5 separate regions of the Mus musculus genome follow, and all the other regions are linked to region 3. The links are chromatin contacts, called in public ChIA-PET, Hi-C, HiChIP or PLAC-seq and promoter capture Hi-C maps. All regions are on one chromosome and are shown on one strand. The core of a region is the stretch at or near the end of the contact, and the rest is flanking DNA. Distances in the headings are between cores, read along the strand shown. Region 1 overlaps Adk (adenosine kinase). Region 2 overlaps Adk (adenosine kinase). Region 3 holds the start of Kat6b (K(lysine) acetyltransferase 6B). Region 4 overlaps Adk (adenosine kinase). Region 5 has its middle 4.1 kb from the start of Gm23502.

The links. Promoter capture Hi-C pulls out the DNA fragments that hold promoters and counts their contacts. A called contact is a pair of places that touch in the nucleus more often than the background predicts. ChIA-PET counts read pairs in DNA pulled down with a chosen protein or histone mark. HiChIP or PLAC-seq counts read pairs in DNA pulled down with a chosen protein or histone mark.
Region 1: an RNA polymerase II ChIA-PET map of memory CD8 T cells shows a contact between it and region 3, with 11 read pairs. The contact joins the enhancer-like site here to the promoter of Kat6b in region 3. A contact is called at or near these places in 12 of 39 promoter capture datasets (the 3T3-L1 cell line, the C10 cell line, the HPC-7 cell line and 10 more), 1 of 15 datasets of contacts at CTCF or cohesin (the NIH/3T3 cell line), 1 of 484 Hi-C or Micro-C datasets (bone marrow-derived macrophages), 19 of 115 datasets of contacts at active chromatin or transcription factors (the 230-238 cell line, CD8 T cells, T-cell acute lymphoblastic leukemia and 13 more) and 2 of 9 other capture datasets (adipose tissue and pancreatic islet).
Region 2: a contact with region 3 is called in a Hi-C map of natural killer cells, with 5 times the contacts expected there. The contact joins the enhancer-like site here to the promoter of Kat6b in region 3. A contact is called at or near these places in 5 of 39 promoter capture datasets (the HPC-7 cell line, cranial neural crest, maxillary cranial neural crest and 2 more), 7 of 484 Hi-C or Micro-C datasets (embryonic stem cells, muscle stem cells, natural killer cells and 3 more), 12 of 115 datasets of contacts at active chromatin or transcription factors (astrocytes, bone marrow-derived macrophages, cardiomyocytes and 8 more) and 3 of 9 other capture datasets (adipose tissue, liver and macrophages).
Region 4: an H3K27ac HiChIP or PLAC-seq map of T-cell acute lymphoblastic leukemia shows a contact between it and region 3, with 3 times the contacts expected there. The contact joins the enhancer-like site here to the promoter of Kat6b in region 3. A contact is called at or near these places in 9 of 39 promoter capture datasets (the 3T3-L1 cell line, the C10 cell line, cranial neural crest and 4 more), 1 of 484 Hi-C or Micro-C datasets (nephron progenitors), 11 of 115 datasets of contacts at active chromatin or transcription factors (the 230-238 cell line, T-cell acute lymphoblastic leukemia, bone marrow-derived macrophages and 8 more) and 1 of 9 other capture datasets (adipose tissue).
Region 5: a contact with region 3 is called in a promoter capture Hi-C map of neutrophils, with 2.4 times the contacts expected there. The contact joins the enhancer-like site here to the promoter of Kat6b in region 3. A contact is called at or near these places in 4 of 39 promoter capture datasets (cranial neural crest, neutrophils, pre-B cells and 1 more), 1 of 115 datasets of contacts at active chromatin or transcription factors (bone marrow-derived macrophages) and 1 of 9 other capture datasets (liver).

What each region holds. Positions count from the first base shown.
Region 1 is chr14:21,111,732-21,114,431 of GRCm38.p6, forward strand. All of the region lies in intron 3 of Adk (adenosine kinase), which reads left to right. Among named protein-coding and RNA genes, the nearest start is that of Adk, 61 kb to the left of the region's middle. Within about 2 kb of position 1,285, at least 51 of the 459 cell types and tissues checked have an H3K27ac peak or open chromatin away from gene starts, as enhancers often do. A contact at or near this core is called in CD8 T cells, T-cell acute lymphoblastic leukemia, liver and 2 more, where this site is marked.
Region 2 is chr14:21,078,249-21,080,948 of GRCm38.p6, forward strand. The region is part of intron 1 of Adk (adenosine kinase); the gene reads left to right. Among named protein-coding and RNA genes, the nearest start is that of Adk, 27 kb to the left of the region's middle. Within about 2 kb of position 1,408, at least 4 of the 459 cell types and tissues checked have an H3K27ac peak or open chromatin away from gene starts, as enhancers often do.
Region 3 is chr14:21,498,389-21,501,088 of GRCm38.p6, forward strand. It overlaps Kat6b (K(lysine) acetyltransferase 6B), which reads left to right and starts at 1,397. Exons shown (of 17, transcript NM_017479.3): 1 at 1,397-1,572.
Region 4 is chr14:21,193,207-21,195,906 of GRCm38.p6, forward strand. All of the region lies in intron 4 of Adk (adenosine kinase), which reads left to right. Among named protein-coding and RNA genes, the nearest start is that of Adk, 140 kb to the left of the region's middle. Within about 2 kb of position 1,340, at least 56 of the 459 cell types and tissues checked have an H3K27ac peak or open chromatin away from gene starts, as enhancers often do. A contact at or near this core is called in the 230-238 cell line, T-cell acute lymphoblastic leukemia and bone marrow-derived macrophages, where this site is marked.
Region 5 is chr14:21,807,282-21,809,981 of GRCm38.p6, forward strand. No RefSeq gene overlaps it. Among named protein-coding and RNA genes, the nearest start is that of Gm23502, 4.1 kb to the right of the region's middle. Within about 2 kb of position 1,425, at least 83 of the 459 cell types and tissues checked have an H3K27ac peak or open chromatin away from gene starts, as enhancers often do. A contact at or near this core is called in bone marrow-derived macrophages and neutrophils, where this site is marked.

The DNA.
Region 1 (2,700 bases), core at 35-2,534, 390 kb before region 3:
TGATACAAAGGGGAAAGCAGCTCTCCTATGGAGTGTCACTGGGTGTGTCAACTGCATTACACAGCAGGCCCTATGCCCAGGAGTGTTTAGCCAACACAAAATAAACTCTGTAGTATTTTTGTAGACTTTTGTTTTATTTTGGTACTTTTTTTTTTTTTGTCCTATTATTCTTTTGCTTTTTATTTTTCTGTTTTTGTGTTGGGAGGTCGAGGTGGGGAGGAGGATCTGGGAGAGATTGGGGGAGGGGAACCATCATGAAAATATACTGTGAAAACATATCTTTCAGGTTTAAAAAGTCTTGAGTTATATAGTACTCTTACGAAGCTTTTGCTTGCAAGTGCCTCACAGTCTTCGGTGTGGATGGTTTGGAGTTTCTCATCCCTGGTGTTCTGTTATAGGCTGGGACCCTTCATGGTGACGAATGGCTAGTGCAGCTCTAGAGGTAATTATAGTTGAGAATTTAGTGACAATAAGAGAGTGTTTCTTTTAAAAAACTACTCAGACAAACTTTCTAATGTGATTGTCCTCTGTATCACATGTTCTTTCTGAGTCAGTTGCAGAGCAAACAAATGGGTTGGGGATTTGCCTCAGTGGGTAGAGTACTTGTGTAGTGTGTTTGAGGCCCTACGCCTGGTTCTCAGAACTTTATAAATCAGGGCGTGGTGCATGTTGGGTTGCAGATGGGTCACCGCATGCACTTGACCCTTGGGCGGGTTGTGTACATCTACTCATGTCCTCAAGTTTCAGCACCATGTGCATTATCCCCCGAGCCTTCTCCCTGGCCTGCATATATTTAATGGTGTAAAAACTATTAATTAAGTTATGCATCAGGCACTGTTTAATGCCTAATTTAAACCTTCCCATTTTCATTATTATAATGAAAATATTCCTCACATTTCTGCCTATTTTCAGATAAAAACAGTGTTAAGTACCATACTTTTAATTTTACTAACGACTCTCCTGAGGTATGACAATCATAATTAACAAGAACGTTTCTGCCTTGGTGCCAGGGATCCCATCCGGTGCCTCCCACATGCGAGGGAAGCACCTCCCCACCCCTACCTACCTCACTGTGCCCTCTGCCTTTGCCATTTTACCTAACGCTAGTCATTGCTCAATATGTGTGCTGTGAAAACATCTGAACCCGGGGGTTGCTCTTTTGGTGAAGGAACTTTGATCTTTATTTTCTGATCACGAGCTTTCAGTTTGAATACAGGTTGGCAAAACACTTGTGAAATAGAATACCTAGTGGTATATAGCTTTATGTTCCTGTCTGTGGCGACCACTTTGAAGTGGTGTTTTCTCCTTCCATAGAAGCCTCCCAGGCATGGCTTCTCAAGGGCACTGTGAGTCATTCCTGCCTTGAGAGCAATTGTAAACCTCTCCTGCTTTGCTCTCTCATCATCTCTAAGGAAATGTGTCAGTTGTCTAACTAGTTTCATTATTGATATTTGGCCTGTTAGGGTGTCTTAGTGATTCCAATTCCTTTAGGGTTTGTAATTTCTTTTTTCTTCTTTTTCTTTTCTTTCTTTCTTTCTTTCCTTTTTTTTTTTTTTTTTTTAGTTTTAAGATTCTTAAGCTGGTGATAGTGGCACACCCCATTGATCCCTGCACTCAGGAAGCAGAGAGGCAGGTGGATCTGTGAGTTCAAGGCCAGCTTGATCTACAAATGAATTCGAGGATGGCTAGAGCTACACAGTGGAGCTTGTGTCTTCAAAACAAAGTAAACAGAAAGATTCAGAGATGTTCCTGAAAATTTTGTGTTTTGAGATAGGGTCTCACAGTGTGCCCCTGGCTGACCTGGAACCCACAAACGTGTGCCTCCACAGTCTGATAAAGGCACGCTGCCCCACAGCCAGCCCAGAAGGTTTCTTGACCTCCCTGATCTGGTTTCTGGCCAGATTTTACATTAGAAGAGCTAGGTTGTCCTGTAATTTTGTTTCCTTCCATCTCATCTCAGGAGCCAGCCAAAGGTAAAGTTCCCTCTGTCTTTGTACCTTTACGCGCTCAGTATACTTTTGTTTTTAGGCTTTCTTACTTATGTTTGGTGATTGGGTCTCAGGGTATGTCCCTGGCAGGACTGGAACTTGGTAAATAGGCCCGATTCTCCTTAAACTCAACCACCCTCCCTGAGCTGAGGTTAAAGGTGTTCACTAGCATACCTGACTCAGTATGCTTTTTAGTGAATAAAATGTCTTGAATATCCAGAATGTCTCCAACTCTGACTCTACTCGTTCTTTATTCCTTGATGATTCCCTCCTGAGGTGTTAACAGTAGGACCCAAGGTTGCCTGCCTCCAGTCCTGCCCCTTCTGTCATTCTGCTTATTAAGTAACCTTCCGTTCACTTTGTCCTGTCCCCTCCTAATGGTCCACCTCTATGAAAGGTGAATTCATCCCACAGTTGACTATAATGTTAACAGACTTGAAGAGATGGGTGTGGCTCAGCATGCCTAGTTCACTTGTGAGACCAAGGCAGGAGGTGATATGTTAGAATAGTGGCTCGAGTTGGAACATAGCACACCAGGCCAAAACAGTTCCACGTGTAAGAGGGGCAAGGTGGCAGCAGAAAAGAGAAGGGGGGAAGAGAGAGAGAGAGAGAGAGAGAGAGAGAGAGAGAGAGAGAGAGAGAGAGAGAGAGAGATGGGGTATGGCTTTCTTTATATATATGGGTAATGATGTAACACAAGTAAAGGTAGGAG
Region 2 (2,700 bases), core at 158-2,657, 420 kb before region 3:
GTGATCCCAAATTATCAAAATCTGACCTCATGTCCTGTGTTCTTGCCTTTACCCCACACTTAAAATAATTGTTGCTAAATATAGCAGCGTGTGACTTTGCAATGGCTATCAAAGAATATAGGATTAGAAACCAGACATACCTACAATCTAATTGAGGCTCTTTTCTAATTCTTTTTTTATTTTTACCATGGGCATTGTTTAATGAAATCTCTCACTACTGTGATACCAACCTCCATCCTACAGTACTACAGGGTAATTGTACTTTAAAACTTTGTTTTGAATTTGACATTTTGAGACAGGGTCTCACTGTTTTCCTGGGCTAACTTAGAACTTGCTACAGTAGCCCTCTCTGGCTGTCCTCAATTGGTATCCTTTTGCTTTGATCTCTTGAGTGCTGAGATGATAGGTGTGTCCCACTATCTGTACAATGCTTTTAACTTTCAAGACAGTTTATGAGTGGAATATTTTTTTTTAATCTTAAAAGCCTTTCCCCACCTAGGAAATGATGTCAATTGAAAAGATATGTGTAAAGCTTCACTTTATAAACAGGAAACACACTTACCTATGTAATTGCCTCATTTTGCAGTTGAAGACACTGAAAATCAGAAATAGTATAATTTGTTTAAGTTCACTTAAATTGTTACAAATCTTGAACCAGATCCTAGATTTTGAGATACCTTATTTAAGCCTAGCTAAGTAAGACCCACGCCTTTAATCCCAGTGCTTGGGAGGCAGAGGCAGGCGGATTTCTGAGTTTGAGGCCAGCCTGGTCTACAAAGTGAGTTTCAGGACAGCCAGGGCTACACAGAGAAACCCTGTCTCGAAACAAACAGCCTAGTTATGTCATTTTTAGGGTAGCAGTCAACTCTTAATTTCTAATTATTTTAATTAGACTATCCTTTTAAGCTTAAGGTCTTGAATGATTTGGCTAGAGGTATTCTGACTATCATAATTTGTATTTTATTCTACTAATTTTTAGTGATTAAGAAGCTAAATTTTTGGCTTACAAAATTGGTTATCCTTGGAGAACTTTTATCCCTTGTTATGTATATCAGGTCTTCATTTGGGCCATGTTAGAACATAGTTGATAAACTAATTCTTTTGTCAGTCTAAATTGTTCCAATAGGAAAGGTAAAGCCTTAAATGTAGGAGATCTAGAAAATATTGGAATTTTTTTTCTTTCTCTGTGTGGAAATTGTTTTCCGGAATGGAAGCGATACATTCTAGTTTGCCAGGAGTAGAGTCTGAGACAATGTAGGTCATTCACTACTACTTTGTGTACTTTTTTACTGAGTAACACTTTAAAAGTTTCTCTGTTAAACATTGCCTTGTCTTCATAACCCTGTGTGCAGTCTGCTTTGGGGTTGTTTACAACTCCCAAGTTGTGCCAGGGACCACTGGGAACCCCGTTGGGAGTAGTGAGGGTATTTGCTGTGCAGTCTGTATGGCCAGGTTTGGCTGAGACTATTTTGGGACTCTTGAGTCTGTCTGTGTCCTCCATCATCATCATGCTGGAACTGCTAGTGTGGGTTAAGCCCACACTGGAAAGTTTATGTGGGCTGTGGGTGAGGTCCTGGGGTATTTTTCTTTTTAAGGCTCAGGACTTTTGAGGTACATCCAATAGAATCCTCCAAACTACTCAGATGGAAAACATTATATGGAGACAAAAGTAGGGCTAAGATGGAATTTTGTTGAGCTGGGTTCTTTGCAGCATTTAAGCAGAATTTTCAAACTCATTTTAGGACCTGGGAGCTGAGCTCTGCTCTGCTCTTCTCTTCTCTTCTCTTCTCTTCTCTTCTCTTCTCTTCTCTTCTCTTCCTCTTTCTTTCTTTTTAAGAATTTAAAAATTCAGATTGCTATATAAATTTTTATGTTGTGAGATTTCTTGGTGAGCTAAATAAGATTTGAAGATACACTGAAACTATTTGATCTATGAACTGTCTTAGAAAACTGAAATAGGACCTTTTTCCTATGTGCAGTGTTTCAGCTGTTAATGCTCGTATTTATAAATAGGTCATCTTTGTTTGAGAAAACACACAAGGTTTTCTAACTCCAAATCATTTCAGTCAGTGAATTGCTACATTAAGCAGAACTGTCAAAGATAAAACTGGAACCAAATGATGGTGACTGGCCAGAGGTTAACTCTTTCCTGCTCATTTGTCTAGCATCCATGGCTTTCTTTACTTCTGGTTGTTGCTTTTAAAAATTGCTGCAATAAAACATAAATAAAGCTGTCTTATAAACCAGGCGACCACGTACCCCAGTTTGCCCAGAGCAGGTGCTGAATGGTGCCTGTTAGCTTGACATGATTACTGTTAGGTTTTTTATTTATCCATTTGGATCGTGAATTATCTGGTCACCTCATGTAATCATATTGTCATAGGAGTTTTAGTTGTTGAAATGTTATTTGAAATAAAGCCATAGATAATGACTGTACCCCTATTTTGTCTATATCTGGATGCTTCTCTTTGACCAAACATTTTTATATTAAAAGAGTCCTGAGTGTCTCAGTGTGTTATATTGAACAAAAAAGCACATTATATGAAGTTTAGAATCATTTATTTGCTGTCTGATTTTTGGGAGGTTATGTAATCTTGCTGATTTTTTTTCCCCCTAGGAATTCTTTACTAGTTTGCTCAACAAAGATAATAATAAATAATAATGCCTCCCCTATTATTGGTACTTTGTGAAAATTTAAAA
Region 3 (2,700 bases), core at 147-2,646:
CTCTTTTTTTTTTTTTAATCTGCTCTCCCCTCTTTTTTTTTTAATCTTTCATTCACCTCTGCCTTTTGTCCTGGCTTCTTCCTCACCTTGCTGCCAAGCTCAGAAGCAGAGGAAGCTCGCACACCAGAGTAGCCTTTGTGCATTTCTGTCTGCATGTGACAGGGCTGCTGCTGCTGCTAAGATAAGAACTGAGATTATTGGGTCTAACAAAGTACCTACATAGTTGAACAGTAGTTTCTAACGGGGAGTTGAACTCTGCTGCAGGAGTGGCAGTGGCATGAAAATGAGTCATTCAGGGCAGGGAGACTGAAATTCCTGCTCTTTGACATCCTACATCTCCTCATCAGGGGCCCCAAGAACGTCCTGATTCAAGGACAGAACTTCAGGCAACAGGTGGTTTTTCACCCCGGCCACCACACGGGGAAACTTGGCTTTCCCAGGGACATAGGTTTGTTTCCCTTCTTCCCAAAGGTCTGGGAAGAGAAACTGTTCAAACTCTGTTAGGAGGAGCCTTTTCTCAAGTCTACCTTTCTCATACTCTCAAGTATCTCTTACCAGCATCCCACCCAACTCTGGGAAGAGCAGGACGTTTTCTCCAGAGTCCGGAGGGCGCTGCAAGGCATGTGGGCACCTTTAGAGTAGCCTTGCCTGGGCGGCCAGAGGATCCCCCAGCCTCCCTCGTATGGGCCTCAGGAACTCCGGGGGCCCAGGGGAAGCCTGGAAAACCGAACTTCGCCATCAGCTTTCCTTACAGCGCTGGTTGGAGACGAGGGAAGGGCCCCCCAGCGGTCGCCCCCCGCCCAACCCCAATGTTATCCAGCTGCACAGTCCAGGAAGCACCCAGAACGCAGCTCCGAGCTCGCCAGCCTCTCCCGCAGGCCGGGAGAGGGCATCCTGAGGGGCAGCTTCCCTCTCCAGCCTGCGTCTGACATCCCCACTCCCACCCGAGGATGCCTGTCCGCAGTCGCTGAATGTCACTGCTCCCTCTTCCTCCTGATCAGGGTAGAGACAGCTCCTGAGGCATCCCCCACCCCAAAACTGCCGCGGTCGCCCGAGGGTACAAGACCCGGGAGAAGGACGAAGTTTGGGGCCCACGGCGGCGGGAGGGGGGGCGCGTTTAAGAAGACCGCACCTCAGTCCCAGACCTGGCGGACACACTCCCCACCCCAAAACAGCCCAGGCGTCCCCATCCTTTCGGACACCGGCATCCCCGCCCTCCCCTGAGGGCGGTGAGCGGAGCCCCCCGGGGCGGAGGCAGGTACCCCCGGGGCGGAGACTGGGGCGGGCGGGGTCCGGGCTGCGCCCCCGGCCGGGCCAGGCGGGCTAGCGGGCGGCGCGGGGGGAGCGGGGCTGGGCGGCGCTGCCTCGGGCTCTGTGCGCTGCAGCCCGGAGCCGAGGAGGAGGAGGCGGAGGAGGAGAAGGAGGCGGCGGCGGTGGGTCCCGGGCGGGGGGAGCGCGGCGCTGCGGACCCGGGCGGCTGGCAAAGGACGAGGCGGAGGCTGAGGAAGGCAGCGGGGAGACCCGGTCTGCAGCAACAAAGGGCAGCAAGCGATTGGCCGGGCTGGAGGCGAGGTTAGCCGGGGACCGGGGTGGCCGGAGGCAGCGGCGAATAGTGCACGTGCTTGCAGACACGGGCGAGTGCGGAGCCGGGGGTGCACACCCGGTGGGTAGGGGGCTTGCTCCCCCTCCGTATGGGATGGCGAAGAGGCTGCAGTGAGATCGTTCCGCCTGCACCCGGCCTGAGGCTGGCAGGGTAGGGGGTATGTGAAGGGGGTAGGGTGCAAGCCAGGGGGCGGGCGAGTAGTCGCCCGGGACAGGACAGGAGAGAGGGTGGAGGAGGGGGCTGGATGGAACGCTCCGGGCGGCGCGCCCGTCCGCGCGCTCCTCGGCGGGAGCAGGCGACTGAGAACCTCGAATTTTAACTTCGCGTGCCCGCCCGCGCGCGCCCGCCTGCGCCCACCCCTAAATCCTGCGGCCGCCGCCAGCGATCAGCTCTCACACAAACTTTAGCTGCGGGCTAGGGGCTTTGGGGTTGAGTGGGGGAGGGGAGAGGAAAAAAGGCTTCTGATTGGCGTCGTGTACAGCCAATAAGGCCAAGCGCCTCTCCTGCGCCTAGATCCAATCCATTTCTAGAGGTAGAGGGGGCGGGTAGGTGGAAGTAGAGGTGGCGCGGTGTCTGTGAGAGAGAAAAAGGGCTGGACCAATAGGTGCCCGGAAAAGGCGGGCCCCGCGGTCTGTTGATTGGTACTGGCAGTCGACCCTCCCTCGGGGTGGTGCCGGAGGTGGGGGGGGGGAAATGATGGGTCGAGAGGTGTGTCTATGTGGAGGCGAGATGACCGGCAGGAACTTGCCCCAATGGGGGGCAGAGTGTTTAGCGAGCGGGTGACGGACAGACCCGTAGGCCAACGGTTGGCCCTAAGTGTTCGTGCTCTCGTCCAATGGAACGGCGCCGGGGCGGGGCCGCGTCTTGGGTTTAATGAGACTCCATTGGGCTGTAATCAGTGTCATGTCGGATTCATGTCAACGACAACAACAGGGGGACACAAAATGGCGGCGGCTTAGCTCCTACCCCTGGCGGCGGCGGCAGCGGTGGCGGGCGCTACGGCACCTCCTCCAGGCGGCAGCCGTAGCTTCTTTCTCAGGCAGATTCAGCGCCCCCGGCAGGCGCGGTGGTGGTGGCGCGCGGCCAGGTCTGTCACC
Region 4 (2,700 bases), core at 90-2,589, 310 kb before region 3:
TTGACACAGACTTTCTAGAATTAGTAGTAGGCCTTTTTTTTAAGTTACCTTCTGGGTGAAATGCAGTCTGTTCCTTCCTAATTTTTTATTCATATGATTTTGCCATTTCTAGCGTTTCGTAGAATGTGTGTTTCTGTGTTTGTCTACGTGATCATGTGTGCAAGTGTGTATGGAGATCTGAGGACAACCTTGTGTATCATTCATCAAGAGCTGGCCCTTGTTTTTCCAAACTGGATTTCTCATTGATTTGGGCTCCTTAACTCAGCTAGGATGGTTAGCTGGATGGAAGGCTCCAGGCATCTGCTCATTTCTGCCTTCCCACACCATGATGTTCAATGCTTTTAGGAAAGTGCAGGACCTGGCACTTACACAGTCTCCAGTTGATGGTTTGTTTTTGTTTGTTTGTTTGTTTGTTTGTTTGTATGTCAACATGACAAAAGCTGGAGTTATCTGAGAAGAGGGAACCAATTTAAAAAGAAAAGCCTCAGTAAGATTTGCCTGTGGACATTTTCTTAATTAGTGATTGACATGAGAGGAACCAGCCCATTGTGGGTGGTGCCACCCTGGGGTCATGGGATATACAAGAAAGCCACCTGAGCAAGCCCATGGTCAAGAAGGGAATAGGCACTGTCCTACCTAACCTTTGTTTCATTCCTGCCCCCAGGTTTCTGCCCTGATCTTTTGTTATACTAGAGTTGTAAGCTGTAATAAACCCTTTTGTTTAGAGTTTAGACTTGTTTTTTGTTTTTTTGGTCATGGTGTGTTATTACCACAATAGAAACCCTAACCAAGACACACAGCAAACACTTTGCCAACCGAGACATCACCAAACCCCTGTGTGTGATTTTCTTTTTTCTTCAAACCCCATCATACACTGAACCAAAGTTTCACCAGAGAGGATTCAGGGACAAATCACCCTATGTGTGTCACATTTGGTGCATGTATGTTCCCTAGCAGTTGCTAAAGAAGTGAGTGACAGTCAAGGCCTCACACATGCTCTTTACACATAGCTCAGTTCCAGGCACTGGCAGGTTTTGTCAGTACATTCCTCACACACCTCCCTCAAGGCTTTACCCATGGGCAGAGGGAAAGGAAGCTGGAAGACACTTTGCTTCATTTCTGGCTTCGTTTTATTCTTCTCAAAATTCTAACCTTTCCAGTCTTTACCAGACTCCCAGGTCCCAAAAATAACAGGAGGGTTTTGTTGCCCAGCCTCTTGGTAGACCACAACCCCTCCCTACCCCTTTATATGTGCACCTGACCCTTGAGCAGGATGTCACTCCATGAAGGGTTGGCACGAGAGGAACAGAAAGCAAGCTCTTCCTTTCATTTTGGCTTTCTGATATTACTTCCTCCTCCAAAGCAACCCGGCTCAGTTCTCTCCAGCCTGAGTTCCCAGCCCTCACTAACTCGGGATCGTGCGTGCATGGTCTTTGAATATGGCTTCCTGCCTGTGACAGAAAGGTACCTTACAGTCATGCATTTTTGTCGTATGTAAGTAGACAGAGCTTTGCTTTGTTTGGTTTTACAGCTGAGTGGTTTTCCATTATCGTGATGTATAGTATACTGTGTCTCCATTCACTCTAGAGTAGTATTTGGATTGTTTCCAATTTGGAGCAATTATGGAAAAAACTGCTATAAACATTTGTTTATGCATCTTTGTGTTAACATAAAGTTCCATTTCACTGGGAGTGTGATTTCTGAATCAACCTCGGAATGTATGGTTGATTTCATTAAAATCAAACCACCTTATTTTTTTCAAAAGTGGTATAAGGGTTTGTTTCAGTCAGATTTTGGTTGCCATGTTTATATATCTGAGATAAACACCTTGAAAGGAGGAAGATTTATTTCAGTTCATCATTTCAGAGCATGGTCATTGCTCTCATAGTTTTGTTCTTTCAGTGAAGCTGTATGTCATGTTCCCTGAGCCTTATTGGGACTGGTATACATTTCTTTTGGTTTTTTTGAGACAGGGTTTCTCTGTATAGCCCTGGCTGTCCTGGAACTCATTTTGTAGACCAGGCTGGCCTTGAACTCAGAAATCCGCCTGCCTCTGCCTCCCAAGTGCTGGGATTAAAGGCGTGCACCACCACTGCCCGGCTACATTTCTTATTTATAGCTTTGCTCTCACCCGTCCTTTATTATCAACACTCACTTTGGAAATATTAAGCTTCTGCCTTCTCGGCTATTTTCAAGAAAGAAATGCTTCTCTCATTAGTTCTCTGGCTGTAAACAGGCATTTAGAAGGTGGTTGGACACTCTGTCAGTTTAGCTAATCAGTCATAGTAATTTACCCTTAGGGCCTATCACGTCCCCAGTTAAATGTTTCTCCAATTTGTTGTTTGTATTGTGTGTGTGCATGTGTCTCTGTGTGACTCTGTGTTTGTGCATGTGTGTTAATGTGTGTGACTGTGTACGTGTGTATTGTGACTCTGTATGTTTACGTATGTGATTGTGTGTATGTGTATGACTGTGTGTGCACTCACTCATGAATGTGTGTGTGTGAGAGAGTGAGAGAGACACAGACAGACAGACAGACAGACAGACACACACACCGTGTGTGTTATTGAACTCATGTGGAGGTCAGAGGACAACGTTGGAGTGTTTCTATATCTGGATAGTCTTTTGCTGAACCTTGAAGTTGACTGAAGTGCAGGCAACCTCCTGTCTCCCCCCCCCCCAAGTGTTAGCATATCACTG
Region 5 (2,700 bases), core at 175-2,674, 310 kb after region 3:
AGTGTGACACTCTGAGAGAGAGCAGTGGAGACTGGAGTGTGACACTCTGAGAGAGAGCAGTGGAGACTGGAGTGTGACACTCTGAGAGAGAGCAGTGGAGACTGGAGTGTGACACTCAGAGAGAGAGCAGTGGAGACTGGAGTGTGACACTCTGAGAGAGAGCAGTGGAGACTGGAGTGTGACACTCTGAGAGAGAGCAGTGGAGACTGGAGTGTGACACTCTGAGAGAGAGCAGTGGAGACTGGAGTGTGACACTCTGAGAGAGAAACGCTGCCCCACCCCCACCCCAGACTCAGGGGTCTGAGCACTTGGTCCCCAGTTGGTGGTGATTTGGGGGGAGGCTTAAGAGGTGTGGCCTTGTTTTTTTGTTTTTGTTTTTCTGAGACAGGGTTTCTCTGTGTAGCCCTGGCTGTCCTGGAACTCACCAGGCTGGCCTCGAACTCAGAAATCCGCCTGCCTCTGCCTCCCAAGTGCTGGGATTAAAGGTGCTCTCTTCACTTCTTAACATCCCAGAGTATTATTCTTTCTGGAAAGGCCTATGGTCTCTTGGGAGAACCAACTCGGATTTCATCCTGGGTAGAATAGCATTAAGATAATGCTATTGTAAATGGGGGAAAGAAAGGCCATTTAAAGTGAATAGAGACTGCTTCCCCAACTTTACTTACAGCACAATATTTAACTTAGTCATCCACCGTCATTGAAAATATCTTCTCCAATTGTTTTCCCTGACCACCTGGAAAAGGCCAAGCCCTGTCTAGTCCTTGGGAGAGTTGAAAAGATACAATTGCTCGATCCATTTTAAAAGTTTTATGAGAATAGTGTTGACACCCATCTACCTGCCAGCATCGTTTACTGGCCCTACCATCTTCTGTAAGATTCCAAGAATATCTGTCCTGGATGGAGGACTGACACCACTGTAGCTGTGTAAGATCAAAGATGGAAGATGTTTGAATGTCAGTGTGATAACTGGTGCTTTGGGGATTAAAACATGACATGCTTGCCCTCAACAATCTTCCAGTTGCTGTGTGTGAAAGACAAAAGCTTCGTTGGTACTGCCAACTAGTCACTGCCCTCGGTCCAGCCGGGCTGTCCTGGACACTCGTGAGTCATCAGCCAAGGCCTGGGTGTGACTGCTTACTCAACCTTGCCTGTCACCATGCCTCAGAGCCAGGAAAGGCATTAAGTAATGGCCACTGTGGCCATACGCTCCTCACCCTGCTGCTTCATAAAAATCAAGTAGTTGCCTCTTCTTTCCAGAAGCGCCCAATCTAGAATAGTATACCGTGCTTCCTTGCTTTCCAGAACTCTCTTTAAGATTGCATCAAACATGCCTAAATCCTGTACAGTGAGCTCTCTTTATTTCTGCTCCCCTATTCACCAGTATGTAGTCTCTCACTTCAGGAAGCTTATTGAAACCTCCCCTGTTTAGCTAAGGTGTTCTCTGTAATCTTTGTTTGGCAAGTATTGACATTTCAGATAGCCAGAGTGCTAGAACCAAAAAACAAATAGTAAGCAGGAGCCAGGTGTGTCATGGCACACAGCTGATATCCCTCACCTGACATCCCAGGTGTGTCATGGCACACAGCTGACATCTCACGGGCAGACAGGTCACAAGTTTGAGATCATCCTTAGCTACATAATAAACTGTTTCAAAAATTCCAGAAAGAGTCAAAAACAAGACAAGACTAAACAAACCCAAACCTACAGAGATGGGGGAGTTGGCTCAGCAGTACTTCTGTAGCCCCCACACTGGGGAGATAGGGACATGAGGATTCATGCAGCTTACTGGCCAACCTGCCTATCTGATTCAGTGAGAGACCTAAAAAAAGAAAGAAAGAAAGAAAGAAAGAAAGAAAGAAAGAAAGAAAGAAAGAAAGAAAGAAAGAAAGAAAGAAAAGCAAGCAAGCAAGCAAGCAAGCAAGCGGGGCTGGAGAGATGGCTCAGAGGCACTGACTGCTCTTCCAGAGGTCCTGAATTCAATTCCCAGCAACCACATGGTGGCTCACACCACCTGAAATGGGATTCGATGCCCTCTTCTGGTGTGTCTGAAGATAGTGTGCTCATATACATAAAATAAATAAATTTAAAAGGGGGGGAGCAAAGAACGGTTGAAGAAGATAGCCAGTAGCCTTTGTCTTACACACACACACACACACACACACACACACACACGCACGTGAACACACACTTGTATCAGCACAGACACAAGCACACCCCACATGAACACATCATGAACCACACATCATTGTAAACAGAAAACTGGCAAAAGGGTAGAGGGCTGGAAAAGGCACCTGTTACTTGAAGTGGCAGCAAGGAAAGTGACATTTAGAGAGGCTTGAAATGGCAACAGGTGCACTGGCCTCTGTTGTAACCAGAACCAGCTTTGCTGGGTAGTTTTATGTCTACTTGACACTAAAGTCATTTGAGAGAAGGGAACCTCACTTGAGAAGATAACTCTATAAGATCAGGCTGTGAGCAAGCCTATAGGACATTTTCTTAATTTGTGATTGATAGAGAAGGTCTCAGCCCATTATAGAAGTGGCCATCCCTGGGCTGGTGGTCCTGTGTTCTATAAGAAAGCAGGCTGAAGCCAGGCATGGTGGTGCACGCCTTTAATCCCAGCATTTAGGAGGCAGAGGCAGGTGGATTGCTGAGTTCGAGGCCAGCCTGGTCTACAAAAGTGAGTTCCAGGACAGCCAG